Linked DNA regions of Oryctolagus cuniculus: region 2 is linked to region 1. Evidence: chromatin contacts called from public Micro-C data. All regions are on one chromosome and are shown on one strand. Each heading gives the region's core, a stretch centred on a gene start, on an enhancer-like site or on the middle of the called end of the contact. The rest is flanking DNA. Distances are from core to core; before and after follow the strand shown. Region 1 has its middle 42 kb from the start of ZNF503. Region 2 overlaps LRMDA (leucine rich melanocyte differentiation associated).

Region 1 (7,494 bases), core at 2,933-5,432:
AGCTGGAATCAGAAGCTGAGCAGGTCTTAAACCCAGGATCCTGACATGATGCAGGCATCCCAAGGAGTGTTGCAACCACTGTGCCAAACACCTGAGCCACAAGACCACTTTACAACTGGCAGGACTCAACTTCTCTCTACAGTAGGCTAGAATTAGTGTACACAGCGTTATTTTCTGATAATCTGATTTTGTTTCCACTTCAGTTGGCTATGGGCAAAGAATGCCAGCTATCTTAAAAGACACCAGGATGGTGCACACCCGGCTTTTCCCCAAATAGCTATATTCTAGTACTACCAGATGTAGGACATACATGTCCAGCAGCATGCAAGCACACATGCACACACATGCAACACACACAGACCTCACTGCCTTCCAGGGTCTGAATTAGCAGTAAGCTGGAATCTGGAGGCAGAGACGGGAACTGAACCCAAACCCTCTTATTTGAGATGTGGGCATCTTAACCTCCCCCATGCTGAGTTCTGAATGCCCTGGAAACAATGACTGTGAGTTCTCAGAGGGCTGGGACTGGACCTAGAACAAGCACTTGGTGCCTGGCAGTGCCTTTGCTCCCGTGTTCCACTGAACAGTACTGGCGACAGTAATAATTCACTGGGAACAGACATCAGGCTCTGGGCTGAGCACCTGGTTATCTCATTGACTCTGCTTTATTTTTATTTTTTGACAGGTAGAGTGGACAGAGAGAGAGAGAGAGAGAGAGAGAGAGAAAGGTCTTCCTTTGCCGTTGGTTCACCCTCCAATGGCCGCTACGGCCAGCGCGCTGCGGCCAGTGCACTGCGCTGATCTGAAGGCAGGAGCCAGGTGCTTCTCCTGGTCTCCCATGGGGTGCAGGGCCCAAGCACCTGGGCCATCCTCCACTGCACTCCCGGCCACAGCAGAGAGCTGGCCTGGAAGAGGGGCAACCGGGACAGAATCTGGCGCCCCGACCGGGACTAGAACCTGGTGTGCCGGCGCCACAAGGCGGAGGATTAGCCTAGTGAGCCACGGCACCGGCTCTCACTGACTCTTACAAGGACCCTAACAGGAAAACAGCTTTAGGATTTCCACTGAGGAAGAATAGCGAGGAAATTAAGTCTAAGAGCAGGCCTTGGCCAGCGCCGCGGCTCAACAGGCTAATCCTCCACCTGCAGCGCCGGCACACCGCGTTCTAGTCCCAGTTGGAGCGCCGGATTCTGTCCCGGTTGCTCCTCTTCCAGGCCAGCTCTCTGCTGTGGCCCGGGAGTACAGTGGAGGATAGCTCAGGTCCTTGGGCCCTGCACCCACATGGGAGACCAGGAGAAGCACCTGGCTCCTGGCTTTGGATCAGCGCGTGCGCTTGCCACAGTGTGCCAGCCACAGCGACCACTGGAGGGTGAACCAACGGAAAAGGAAGACCTTTCTCTCTGTCTCTCTTTCTCTCTCACTGTCCACCTGCCTGTCCAAAAAAAAAAAAAAAAGAGCAGGCCTTGCCAAGTTGGTAAGAGCTGGGATCCTAACCAGATCTTTCTTCCCTCGGAGCCTAACCTACAGTGTTAGCCACTCCCCTGGAGCTCCCAGGGCAGCAGAGGACACGTGCTCAGCTGGTACAGCTGAGGAAGAACCTCTGACTCCAGGCCCCTGGATAGGCAGCTCTTGGTTTCCATGTGTGCATTATCCCCAAGTGCAGTGCCAGTCTCTACATCGACCTTCAACTAGACTGTGTCCAGGAAGAGGATCTTCTAATCCTAGAAGTGAAATCACCAACGGCATAGCGGGTAAAGCCGCCACCTGCAGTGCTGGCATAAATATGGGCACCGGTTCAAGTTCCGGTTGTAAGGTATGAAGACAACTTGGCAGTTAAAACCCCACCCTGGGCCGAGGGTGGACACTTCCCATCCAGCTCTCTGCTATGACCTGGGAAAGCAGTAGAAGACGGCCCAAGTCTTTGGGCCCCTGCACCAGCATGGGATACTTGGAAGAAGCTCCTGGCTCCTGGCTTCGGATTGGCACAGCTCTGCCCATTGCAGCCATCTGGGGAGTGAATCAGTGGATGGAAGACACACCTGTCTGTCTGTCTGTCTGTTTCTCTCTCTTTCTCTTTGCCTCTCTGTAATTCTGCCTTTCAAATAAATAAATAAATCTTTGAAAAAAATCACCAGTGAATACAGAGTAATAACAGTCAACCTAGTGTCTCAAACGGACACTCAAATCTGTACATTCTCCATCGATATGACTTCTCCATGCCTGAGCCTGTTTCCAGACCCAGACTCTGTTGGCCAGTGCCCTTGAAGGGCACCTGAGCTGGGATGAGCACTGGGTTCGGCTCTGGTCTGGCCAGGTAAAGCCCCACAACTGGCTCCATGGAACCTTATCTGCCACGGTCCACACAACAGGCCAAGCCCACTCATGGGGGAGAAAGGACAACAGCAGTCAACCATGAGGTCTTCAAGCTGGGTCTGGGGACAGACTCCAAGCAACCGCAACAGGGCCAGGGCCAGGACCAGGGAGCAGTGAGAGGAGCCTCAGGTGCAAATATTAAGGAGGCAGCTGCTCAGTGTCACTCAGGACAGGCCACAAAACCGAGTGCTCCCCAGATTCTGGGCTCTAGATACCTCTCTTCCCAGCCCTCACCCTGACCTGTCCTGGGTCTGTCACCCATGGGAAGCGTCAAGAAGCCCTGTCTCCTTGGCCCACCTGGAGATGGCAGGAGTAGGGAACGTTGGCTTCCAATCAGTCCCTGCTCCTCCAGAGCCTTGGACACGGGCTGGGTCTGTGACCAAAATTCTAAGGAAACTGACTTACATAAGCACAAACAGAGGAGAAACCCAAGCCAATTACTGGCTCATGTCAGTGAAAGTTCAGGGTTGTCTGGCCCCAGATCCAGGGCTGGATCCAGTTACCCAACATCCACTACCTCCTCCTCCTCTCCATCTCCAAGCTCAACACTCTTCCTGACCACACACTAATCGAAGGTAGACACAGGATCGTCACTTGGACCTGGGATAACACACAAACACAGCAAAACAAAGGGTTGACCACTGGGGGTACAGGAGACACCAGGGGCTCTCCCTCCAGAGAACAAAGTGATGGCTCCACTCTCAGGTTCTGGAAACTTCTCCCAAGTGCAGGCAAGAAGGCTCGAGCAACTTCAAGCTTGCTTCTGGCCAGCTCTGTGGACAGAGAGAGCTTCTCTTTTGTAGGAGTCCTAACAATAGCTCCCACCAGCCTAGCTCCCACCAGCCCAGCTCCACTGCCATGCACACAACCAAACTCACCATTGTGGGCCACTCTGCTCTGACTGCCTAACTCTACCCATGTGCTGACTCTCCGAGGGCCCTGGATGTTCAACCCCATTCAGATCCACCCAACACTTGGTCAGAGACGTTGGCTTCACAATGCAGAAACTGGGTGCCCTTGCAGGAAGGCTGGGTGCTGGGCAGTCAGACTCAAGAACTGGAGAGTCTTCTGAAATGCTAGTGGCACCCAGCCCACCTCTGGGAGCCCAGAGCACCTGCTGCCCGGGTTTCTGTGGTCCATGGCAATCTCTGAAGGCTTTCCTAAGGCATGAAATGTGCCTGGCTCTCCTTGGGCCACCTAACCCTCCCCCTGAGAGCCTGGCCAATGACTTGTGCATTACAGTCACTCAGGAAGAATTTGCTGACGTTATGAAAGCATGAATGAGGAACTGTGCCGGGGCTAGGCCCCAAACTTTTATTAACTGCGAGGTTAAAAGCTATCGAGGGTCAGGGGCACCGCAAAGGGGCAAAGCGAGTGAGTCAATTAACACCTGCCTTTTTATTTCCAAATCGAATTGTTGCGTGAGGTTTGGCGATGATGTCACCACTCGGCAGCGACGGGGCAGGATTTATGAGCCAGGGTATGTGGAGCCATGGTCTGAGCAGGCAGCTGGCGAGAGTCTCTTACCCTAACTGCCCTCGACTGGAAATCTCCCGAAAATAATGGTTGTAAGGCGTGAAGGCAACTTGGCAGTTACAACCCCACCCTAGGCCGAGGGTGGACGTGAGTTGAGTCACTTTTTCCTGGGCTGGTTTAGAAGGTCGGGCCTCCCGCTGGGAGAGGATAGGAGTGGGAATGTTGCAAGGGGAAGGGGCAGGCTGGATGTTAGCTTAGCCTGGGGCCCTGGGAACGGGAGCAGCTCCACTGGCCTGGTTGGCATCTGAGTAGGAAAGGGCATTAGGCCCTTGTTCATGTCCGTGCGCTGTCTGCTCCCTGACACAAGCAGGAGGCACCTCTACTGAAAGGAGGGACCCACAAACCCCTCCAAGGCCTGCTGCAAGGCTCGGGAGGCAGGCAGGCAGGCAGACAGGCAGGTGCTCCCCCTCCAGCCCTCGCCACCCGTGCCTGGGTCCGAATGATGAATTTTCAACTGGGTCATTAAATGCTGATTGAAGCAGTGGAGAGGAGAACAGGAGAAACAAACCAGCTTCAAGCGTTGTACATACACACACTCCCTCCCCGGGCCCCCCTGCCCCTTTCTCGAGCTGCCTCCAAGTCCGTTCCAACCCTCCATTGGAAATGCTATAAAAGGCCAGGTTAATTAAGTCCTATATATTACAGCGCAAACACTTCCAACTTTATTCCGGCAGCTCGGTGAGTGAGGAGGAGGCCAAGCCAGGTCCAGGCAGCTCAGGGTAATAAAACAGAAGACTCAATTACCTTGTACATTTGCAGTTTTTATAAAATCATTTAAAGTTCTCCCAATGAAAAGCACAGCGGAGAGGGATTGCCATCCTCAAACCCAGCAGGAGCGCAGGGAACGGGGGATTTTAGAGCAGCCACAGAGAACACAGTCATCGGGCCAGGCCCCTGCTCTCCTGAGCAGGGCAGCCTTCTCTGCTGGGCAGTTCCAAACACTGAGGAAGGAGAGGGGACCAGGGGTGCCTCACTCACACACTAAGCACCCCCAGACCGGGAGGCCTGGCTGGGGCTTCCCATCACTTCCTTGGGAAGGTATCACCCCCAGCGATGGAGGAGGAGATGGTGTCCAACCACGCAGACCCTCTGTGCCCCACCGGCTGCACTCCAACTCCTGCTCCTCCATCTAAGCTACCAGGCCTCCCATCTGCACATCATAGCACAAGGTCCAAACATCAGGCTCCGGAGCCCAGGGGTCTGCATTCAAACCCCAGGTCACCTACTTCCTAGCTGTGTGCCCCTGAGTAAATTTGGCAGCGTCTCTGAGCCTTGAAGAAATAACCTTCCTTACGTGCATAGTCCGCTCACAGCATCATTAATGGAATAATGTTGTATATCAGATGCTCAGCCCTGAGCCTAGCGCATACCACATACTGGTTATTATTGCACTTATTGGACCTGCACGGTCCGAGGGAGAGCTGGCGGAGCTGAGCGAGCCAGGCTCTGTGCAGAAGACGAGGGTTCCAGGAGCTCTCCCAAGGTCCTCCTCTACCCCATGGTGACGTCACCTACCAGTGCACTCCCCAGTGGGCGGAAACCCTTTCCCCATCAAAGGACCCTGCTTCTTCCCACAGGATGGACAGAAACAAGAGCCGCGCGGAAGTCAAACGACACTCTTCTCCGATAAACAGAAACTGCTGGATCCACTTCCTCCTTCAGGAATCCAATAGAAAACCTTGGCTCAGCAGCAACCCCCAGAGGGATAAATTATCCTCTGGGCTGCAGCCGCTGTGCCCACAGCAGTACCTCCCGGCAGGCGGATACAACTAAGCCCCGATGCGCCTCATCTCCATCAAACCTCTCAGGGCCTCCAGGGGAGACTCTGAGACTCGGCACCAGCCAGCACGTGGCGGGCTCAGGATCGGGGACCTTGTGACGCCCTGGGCCCCTCTCAGGGGCTGTGAGGAGCTTCCTCATTGGGCCAGAGACCCACAGGCTAGTTCTACACATGGCCACAGAAGCATTTCCCATCCTGCCTGTTCTTCTAGACACCTCAAAACTTGCTCCAATCAAGAAGGCCAGTCTGTTTCTCCCACCCTTGCAATAGGGCAGCCACACCAGCAAACGAAACGCAGCAGGTGTGATTCTCCCCAGCCAGGAGGCTAAGGCAGAAAAGGCACTGTGGCTTCTGCTCAGCTCCCTCTCTTTGGAAGCTGGCCGTCATACCACGAGGAAGCCAAAGCTATAGAGAGACACTACCACGGATGGCCTGCTCAAGAGCCCCGGCTAGGGTCCCGGCCACCAGCCAGCACCAGTCACTGGACATGTGAGTAACCAAGCCCTCAGGGGATCCCAGCCCCCAGCAGCTCGGTCACCTTCAGCCTTGGGATCTGCCCGCTGAGATCTGTGGGCCACGTTGGAGCAGCAAACCGGCACTTCTGAGCTGCACTCTCTGGACACCTGAGCCACACCATCTACACCCGTAATGAAGGGTTGGTCTACACCAGCTATTAAGTTTGGGATCATTCCTAACACGGCAATACAGAACCCAAACAGCCAGCCAGCACTTTCCACTCTGGGTGCAGGGGTGGGGGCCGCCAGGCTGAAGTGCGGCACGGACCCAGGGAAGAGGCTCCTAAGCGACGTCATCAGAGCTCGGAGCCCAGAACTCAGACCTGGATGCAGGTGGTGGGTGAGGAGAGGGCTCCGTCGTGACCCTCCTGCCCCTCAGGGAGGAATGGCCAACTGCTAGCTGCTGGCGGCAACGCCGTTTGGCAGGAGGGAACCCGCCAGAATCACATGGCTCCATTTCCCCTTCTCCGCGCGCACCACCTGGGTGGTTCAGACAAGTCAGTGCAGTTCTCTGGGCCTCAGACGGGGACAATGATCTCCCTCCGGCAGGATGCCGATGCAGATGAAGTAACATAATACACACCTTCATAAAAGCTCTGCTGTTACCTACTCACACCTGCAAATAACACATGGGGGGTGTCTATGGGAAGGGTGGGGAGCAGCACCACCACGTGACCCTGCTGCTCCCCAGGTCTGAGCAGGTGCGTCTCTGCTTTAACAGGAAAGGCCTGAGGATGGCCACGGGCTGCAGGTGGAGCCGGGCACCTTCTCTGTGCAGAGATCCTTTGTGGTTCAAGTCCTGACACAGGCCCAGGACTACTCAGACTTTCTGTTCTTTTTTTTTTTTTTTTTTTTTTTTTTTTTTTTTTTTTTTTTTACAGGCAGAGTGGATAGTGAGAGAGAGAGAGAGACAGAGAGAGAAAGGTCTTCCTTTTGCCGTTGGTTCACCCTCCAATGGCCGCCGTGGCTGGTGCGCTGTGGCCGGCACACCGCGCTGATCCGATGGCAGGAGCCAGGTACTTTTCCTGGTCTCCCATGGGGCGCAGGGCCCAAGCACTTGGGCCATCCTCCACTGCACTCCCTGGCCACAGCAGAGAGCTGGCCTGGAAGAGGGGCAACTGGGAAAGAATCCGGCGCCCCGACCAGGACTAGAATGCGGTGTGCCGGCACCGCAAGGTGGAGGATTAGCCTAGTGAGCCACGGCGCCGGCCAGACTATTCTTTAAGTAGCTTTGGTGATTCATGTTTTCCCAGGACGTTTTTTGTCCACATTTTCAAATTCACTTCATAA
Region 2 (7,494 bases), core at 3,478-5,977, 690 kb before region 1:
ATATTCAACTGATAAAATAAAGCAGTGGCAACTCTTTGGTGAATTCGTTAGGATGCCACTTGGGTCTCCTGTATGCCATATCAAAGTGCCTGGGTCTGAGTTCCAACCCTACACCCCAGGAGGCAGCAAACAGTGGAGTCCCTGCCACCTGAACAGGAGACCCAGAGTGAGTTCCCATCTCCTAGCTTCAGACTAGTCTGGCTTCAGCATTTGTGGGCATCTTAAGAGTCTAACGGGGGGCAGAAGATCTCTCTCCCTGTCTTTCTGACACACACAAAAAAATTAAAGTAAATTTTTAAAAAAGTAAAACAAAGTGGTTAGGCTTCAAGTCCTAAGCAACACATTACAATGGAAAGTTAAGACCGAGATGGGGGCCCAGCACCTTGTTAAGTAAGGCCTATGGGCCTACATCTCATCTCTTTCTACTTCTAGATAAATGAAGCAACCTTACCTTTCTCACAGGGCTTGGCACAAACTATCAAAAAAATCCCTAAAAATATAATATACCTAAAGCACCCAGCCCCGGGGCCTGGTCCCCAGGACTGTGCGCACTCATTCATCCACCCCACAAGTACCGAGGAAATCCGCACCCAGGGTCAGGCGTTACTCTATGCGTGAAGCGCAGAGGCGCTGAGGGGACCCATCACCGTCCGAGCTCGGGATCCTGGCTCACCCCAGCAATGTCGCGGAGCCCTGGGCCTCACAGGGCAGGCGCCGCGCCCCGCTGCTATTCTCACTCTCAGTCCCTAGCAGTGGGCCTGACGGCTGACCCGCCGGGGCTGTCCCAGGCCTTGGTCACTACCAGCCACAAGGGGACACCCCGCCTCCCCGGACAGGGCGGCCGCGGGCGGAGGCGCGCAGCTCTCTCCCGGCCGGCCCTTGCCCTCCGTCCTCTCGCGGCCAGCGCCCCGCGCGCTCGCCCAGGCCTGCACCCGCGCGTTCCAGAACCCTCGGAGGAGGCCGTTCCCGGAGCGGCGCTGCCCTCTGCTTCCCACCAGAGGTCGCCCTGCCACGCGAGCCCAAGCAAGCCGAGGCGGCCTCGCCGCCCGCCCCCGCAGCGCTGACATTATTTTCTTTCTCTATTTTTATCTATTAAAAAGATTTCTTCACAGCCATAACTTAGATCTCCGCACTAAAACGGGGCAACAGGAAGATATAATGGTGCATTTCATTTATGAATGACCTGTAATAAATTACTCTGAAGTGTCCCGAGTGCCAGCAGACAGACTGCTTTGTCTGCCCGCGGACCCTGTGTCGCACGCTCCCGCGGGGAGGACACGGGAGCCCCCTGTGAGGTTCCGCAGGTATCGGCGGGGGCCGGGGCGGGCGAGGGTCCCCGCGGGCCCCGGCGGCGGGGAGCGGCGGGCAAAGGATATTCGGTTCTTGTTGAGGGTTAAGGTGTGGAGCCGCGGTAACCCTGGCAACACGAGGTCGTCCCCGAGCAGGTTGTTGTCCAAGATGAGCTCCTCCAGGCTCCCGAAGGCGCTCAGTCCTCCCAGTGACCTGCGGTGACAAAGGCAACAGGAAAAATGATCCCGCACTAAATCAGGGAGGCCATTATGAGCCGAAATAAATATTTTAACCTTCCCTTTCAGGACTGGGAATAGTCTGGGCTTGGTGCCTGTCAGCAAAGTGAATGACAAGAATTAGGAGCGGGAGCCGGGGCGGGGGCGGCGGGGGAGAAGGGGCCGCTGGCACCCTCGGCATCCTTCACGCCTTGCCGACATGAAGGATGAGGGTCACTTAGTGAGTAGCCAGGATCCAAAACAAAGGGCTTCAGATACGGCCTGCAGGATAAATTTGTCAATGTCTTGTGCCTTCAGGCACCCAGCCTGGGCTGACCCTAACCTCCATTCCCAAGATAAATAACTCTGTCACCATTCACCTTCATTCCCTGGACACAAATTTAAGTTGTCATCCATCATTTCTGCCCAGAAATATCATACCCCTCTTACAATAATAAATATAACTTCAAGTATCATTTCTTAGCGGTTCTCCCCTGCACACGCGGAGGGGAAACGAACTGGCCGCCTCCCCCAACCCTCCCTCCCTCCCTCTCCTTTCACATCCTCTGACTCTCTCTCCTCCCCCTCTCTCTGCCTTTTTTCTTTACTAATCACTTAATTTGCTTCTACCCAGTTTCCCCGTGGCTGCCCCAAAAGGCAAGGCAGCTGTGGAATTACATAATCAGTCTGAGAACGCTTTGCCTCTCTTGATTTTTATTTGTTTTTGTTTTTGTTTAGGGGCGAGGGAGGGAGGTCTGGTGGGCTGGGGTGTTTGGGGGTGTTGGGTCTTCAAAGCTCCTGGCTTGAAGTTTCGTTTTAATTTATGGAAAGTGGATTTCTCACTTTATTTTTTGAAAAAAAAAAAAAAAGTGTTGACTGCAGCAGAAGAGATGTTGAGCCGGTAAATAAAAAGGCATCTGAAAGGATTAAGTCCCCAGCTCAGGGGGCAAAAAATATGTATGTATTAGAAAGGAAGAAAATAGCGTTGTTTATGCATGGAGCTGAAAGTGAACTCTTAATTTTATGGGCTCTCCGGGGTGTTGCGGCGACTGGGCAGTGGTGCACAAGTGCCTGCGCGGGTGCACACAGACGTTAATTAAAGCCAGGCGCCAGGTCGAGGCACTTGCGCAGAGACACAGACTCCCAGCTCCTGCACCTGCCAGACCCAAGAGATGTGCTGAGCTTGCACAGGCTGACAGCTGAGCTACGGTGCCGACCGGAGGGAGGACTTGCCCGGGATCCCTATAAAATGTGACGAATCAGGGAGAGTCGGCCACGCTATTTATCCATTTATGGACAGCGCTTGTGTTCCAGCGCCATGTGCTCATGGCGCAGGGTGTGCACATCTAGCGTGAGTGTGAGCCCTAGGGCCAGAGCTTCCACAAGGCACCCGCAGCTCCCTTGTGGGACCTCTGCCATGGGAGCTCCAAAATATGGAGTTGATTCTCCAAGCTGTAAAATGCATTGCAAGTAATCAAATCCACAGATTCCACTGGGCCGAGGGTTCCTCCGCCTGCACAACCCATTACAGCCAGACCTCAGGTGGCCCCACCCGTGCCCCGATACCCAGAACAGCCCTGCTCCCACAGCCAGTGCTGCCTGCCCCAGTGCAGGAGGACAAGGCAACCCCATTTGCCACTGAGAGTCTTGGGCTCCTCATATTGCATTTCCTCCCCGTCCCCCCCCCCCTTCTTCTCAGTTCTGGAAGGCAAATCACAACTTGCACATACCTGGGCAGCAAGGTTTGGGCCTTCACCCCAGCCCCACCACTTCTGTGGAGTCTGAACTTAAGCCTTTCAAAAACCGATCTGAACTGATTTGTTCTGTGCTGCTTCCTGTTCACAGGGCCTCATGGAGAATAAATAAAAGCATGAACAAGCGACTAGTAAATGCTGGTTCCTTTGTTGTCCTTCGACCTTTGATTCAGTGACTTTTCCTGAGACCCTGACCTTGAGGGAGGGCTTAGTGGGTGGGCAGAGGAACAAACTTTTTTTGCAGGGTCTTCAAACAGTTCATGGAAAACCCATGATGTGCAAAACCTACTCATGCACTGTTTTTTTGTTTGTTTGTTTGTTTTGTTTTTGCACCAAAAAACTGCTCTTTGAGTTCCATGAAGGCTGTCAAGTTCTCTCTTACAGAGGTGTGTGGAGAATCTTCAGACTCTTTGAAGTCACTTCCTCCATGGGGGTCACAAGAGGAGCTGAGGCCACCTCCCAACAGGGAACCCTATAGGGCGGCTAATAGGTCCTTTGTGCACAACATCAGTGGGGCTCTGGTCAAAGGCAACATCCAAACATCATTGTTCCCAGTGATGTTATGCAAATATTACACTCTTATCCTGAGAACCAGCAAATGGTAGGCAAACAGAAGAAAGGTCCCTCCCAAGAGTGTTTCAGGGGAGGCAGAAAACAGGATGACACAGCGTGGTGTGGGACAAAATCCCAAACAGGAGGCAGTGCCTACTACCCGTGGAGAGGTGACCCCCCCCCCCCAAACACACACCCGGGAATGAGCACTGCCCAGCTCCACACAGAGCAAAACCTCAGAGAAGAGTGGGAAGATGTGCCCCAACCCCTCTGTCACCTGTCTGCTTTCAATATTCCTTTCTCCGTGCAAGGGAACCACGTTAACTCAGCAGCTGCTAATTCATACATCCCTGTTGTCATGTCAGCAATGTGATGTAGACTTGGTGATTTAATCAGATAGATTCAGAGGTGAGGAACTGGGGCCAGGAGGCAGAGAGCAGCGGAGGCAAGGGGCAGAATTTGTAGGAATCGGCTGGAGTAGGGGACAAGAAATAGACCAGGAAGATGGCTTTACTGTTTATTTCCTAAAAGCATTACTGTTACTGTTGTTATTGAGGTCCAGGAAGGAGTAGGAAAAAGAAATAATTCATGTCAATCTTCGAGTTCACACCCTACATGAGAATACCAGCTACCTGCAAATAGATCCCTGCTCTTCAGTGAAATAACAGGGCGAAAGCCTCATAAGATCCACTCAGACCTATGTGGTTTAAGGAGATGGCAATGGTGGTGACAGGAAAAACATCACGAGACTGCAAGGTCTGCTATAACCTGGTGTGTAGACAGCAAACTGCACCCTAAGAGGAGAACCCCGGCAAAGGGCTAACAGTTACCCTGGCGTCACTCACCAGCTCCCTTGGCAGGGACTGCAATGTTAGAAGCCAGAGGACAGAGCTTCACCCATGACCTGGGTACAGCCAGCTTCACAGAGATCCTCGTGCCTGGGCTGGCTGGAAGAACAGGCTTGGGAAATGCGACCGGCTCCTGGGCAGCTCTCTGCAGGCTGCCTGCCTCCTGCCTCCCCATCAGGAAGGCGGCCCTGATCTCACCCCCAGATACCAGCTCAGCCACCTTGGTCACAAGGCTGGGCCTGGGCTCCCCCAGGAGTGGCTGCGGCTGCAGGGAGAGTCCCAGTGCCTTCTCCAAAGTCACATCAAAATGACAAAACATCACAACACATTGGGCTCCAGTGGATTCAAACAGAGAGAACTTTTAAGTTTCCACTGTAATTAACCCTATCCTCGTTAAGATAATTATGATCAAGCTTCCTGTCACAGTTAATATCCCGGCATCATCGCCTGTGGCTCACACTCTGCCCTCATTAGCTTATAAAAACAGCGGCACTAAACAGGCAGCGGCTGCCTTGCCCGGGCTAGAGGGGGCTCTTGGGCAGGGCAGCGGGCCCTACAAAGGGCTGCCCCTGGGAATCCAATCCCTTCTGCTCCTGGATGGGCACAAACTCAGCCATCTTTATCCTTTCCCTGAAAATGGCCACTAACCAAAAAGGGAAGTAGTAGGACCATGAGGCAGGGCTGGTGGGCTAGGAGCACAGAAATTTCTGTATAGCAACCCCTCCTGGCCCCTTACCCAGCAAAAGACCAGTCTGCACATTTTGCCATAAAACCCACCACGCAACACTTGCAGAGCCCTGCTCCAACCCCGAGGAGACAAGCTGGGCTAGGAGTGAAACGTCTCCTCCTTCGGCTCCCACACAACCCCAGGGTGAGGGCGTGGCACCAGATGGGCAGAGGGCCACAGGGATGGTTCCCCACAGACCTCATGGCTGACATGTGCAGCCACGTGAGGCCTCAAATACAGTACCAGAAGTTGGGATGTTTGCAAACCAAACAAGCAAACATGATATTCACTAAGATTTTACCTAATTCCTCAACTACTTCTACCCAGACATCCTGATCCACATTTTCAAATGAGAAAACAGAAAGGCCGTGGAAACCCTAAAGGGCCTAACCTGTGCCACTCACATCGGTCACAGTGGGCACACCTGCAAGGGCGGCCCGAGTGAGTGCTCTTTTATTTACTCTCCAAGAGGGCCCTTTGAGCAGGAAGGAACACAGAGGTGAGTTCAGATCGGTTTTTGAAAGGCTCAAGTTCAGACTCCACGGAAGTGGTGGGGCTGCCTAGGTATGTGCAAGTTGTGATTTGCCTTCCAGAACCGAGAATAAAGAGAGGAGGAGGAGGAGGAGGAGGAGGAGGGGGAGGAGGAAATGCAACACAACAAGTCCCAGACCCTCAGTGGCAAATGGGGCCGCCTTGGCCTGCACTGGGGCAGGCAGCGCTGGCTGTGGGAGCAGAGCTGTGCTGGGTGTTGGGGCATGGGTGGGGCCATCTGAGGTTTGGCAGGAATGGGACATGCAGGTGAGGGAACCCTAGCCAAGTGGAATCTTTGGATTTGATTACTTACAATGCATTTTACACCTCGTGAGGATCTACTCCCTGCTTTGGTACCCCCCATGGCAGAGGTCCCACAGGGGACTCTGAGCGATCTGCCTGCTCTGCCTTCCAACAAATGTGAGTTTCAGAACAGCCTTGACAGGCCAAGAAGGCTGCCAGACACACACGGAGGGCTCAGCACCTCCTTGGAAACCAACCACTCTCTAGCCATGAGCCTGGCAGTGGAAAACCAGCCAAGAGACTCCCAAGGGCAGGACAGAGAGTGGACTCAGGGCACCAGCCAAGGGCTAGAAGACCAACTTTTCTGCAAAGACCAGAATGCCTAGGGCCTCCCCCATATGTGTACTGAGCTTAGTCATCCGAGAACAGAAAGGACAGCCGTTCAGCAAGTCTGCACTTGTACACCAGCACTAGCTATTAAAATATAAACAAGGTGGGAGTCTGGCTTAGCGATTAAGATACTCCTTGGGTTGCATACATACCCTATCAGGGTGCATGGGTTTGAATCTCAACTCCAACCCCTATTCCAGCTTCCTACTAAAGTGCATGCCAGGAGGCAGCAGGTAACATTCCAATGAATTGGTCCCTGCTACCCATACGAGACACCTGGACTGAGTCTCCAGCTCATGGCTTTGACCTGGCTCAGGCCTGACCATTGCAGACAATTGGGGGCGAGGGGCGGAACCAGTGGATGGGGGGTTTCTGTCTGTCTCTTTAATAAACAAGGTAAGTAAAACATTTTTAAAACAATTACTTATTAAAATACCTCCTTACCCGTTCCTAAACAACTACAGCTCTGAGTACCCACCCTCCCTGTTACTCAGCTACACCCTGTAGCAACCCACACCCCTGCTCAGACCTCTTCACTAGGCAGCAACTAAGTGGTCAATGCTCAGGACAGCTTAGAGCCACCAGGAACCCTGCTCCAGTCATGGGCCATCTGATTGGCCACTGTGTTGCTAACTAAATAGAGCAGAAAGGGTAATCTTTTCTTGTTCCCCTGCCCATCCCACACACCAAGTCTAGTGTCTGGTACACAGTAACTTCCCCCAGAGGACACAACCAATGTCACCAGGACAAGACAGGCCATACCAGGAAACACAGTGCTAACTGGGAAAAGTGAAGGGAGAAAGATGTGGCTGCTCATGTCCAGAAAACAGTCCAGTGGACAGTCTACTCGCTTGGCCTATAAGAAGTACTACTTCTTCCTGCCATAAAACCCTTTTCATGGGGCCGGCGCCATGGCTCACTTGGTTAATCCTCCGTCTGTGGCA

Evidence for each region. Hi-C and Micro-C count contacts between places; a contact is called where the count stands out from the background.
Region 2: a Micro-C map of ear pinna shows a contact between it and region 1, with 3 times the contacts expected there. The contact joins two enhancer-like sites. A contact is called at or near these places in 2 of 6 Hi-C or Micro-C datasets (ear pinna and an unstated tissue).

What each region holds. Positions count from the first base shown.
Region 1 is chr15:66,381,904-66,389,397 of mOryCun1.1, reverse strand. No RefSeq gene overlaps it. Among named protein-coding and RNA genes, the nearest start is that of ZNF503, 42 kb to the left of the region's middle. Within about 2 kb of position 4,182, at least 3 of the 8 cell types and tissues checked have an H3K27ac peak or open chromatin away from gene starts, as enhancers often do. A contact at or near this core is called in ear pinna, where this site is marked.
Region 2 is chr15:67,068,649-67,076,142 of mOryCun1.1, reverse strand. LRMDA (leucine rich melanocyte differentiation associated) reads right to left here. Exons shown (of 9, transcript XR_011382445.1): 3 at 1,372-1,503. Among named protein-coding and RNA genes, the nearest start is that of LRMDA, 620 kb to the right of the region's middle. Within about 2 kb of position 4,727, at least 3 of the 8 cell types and tissues checked have an H3K27ac peak or open chromatin away from gene starts, as enhancers often do. A contact at or near this core is called in ear pinna, where this site is marked.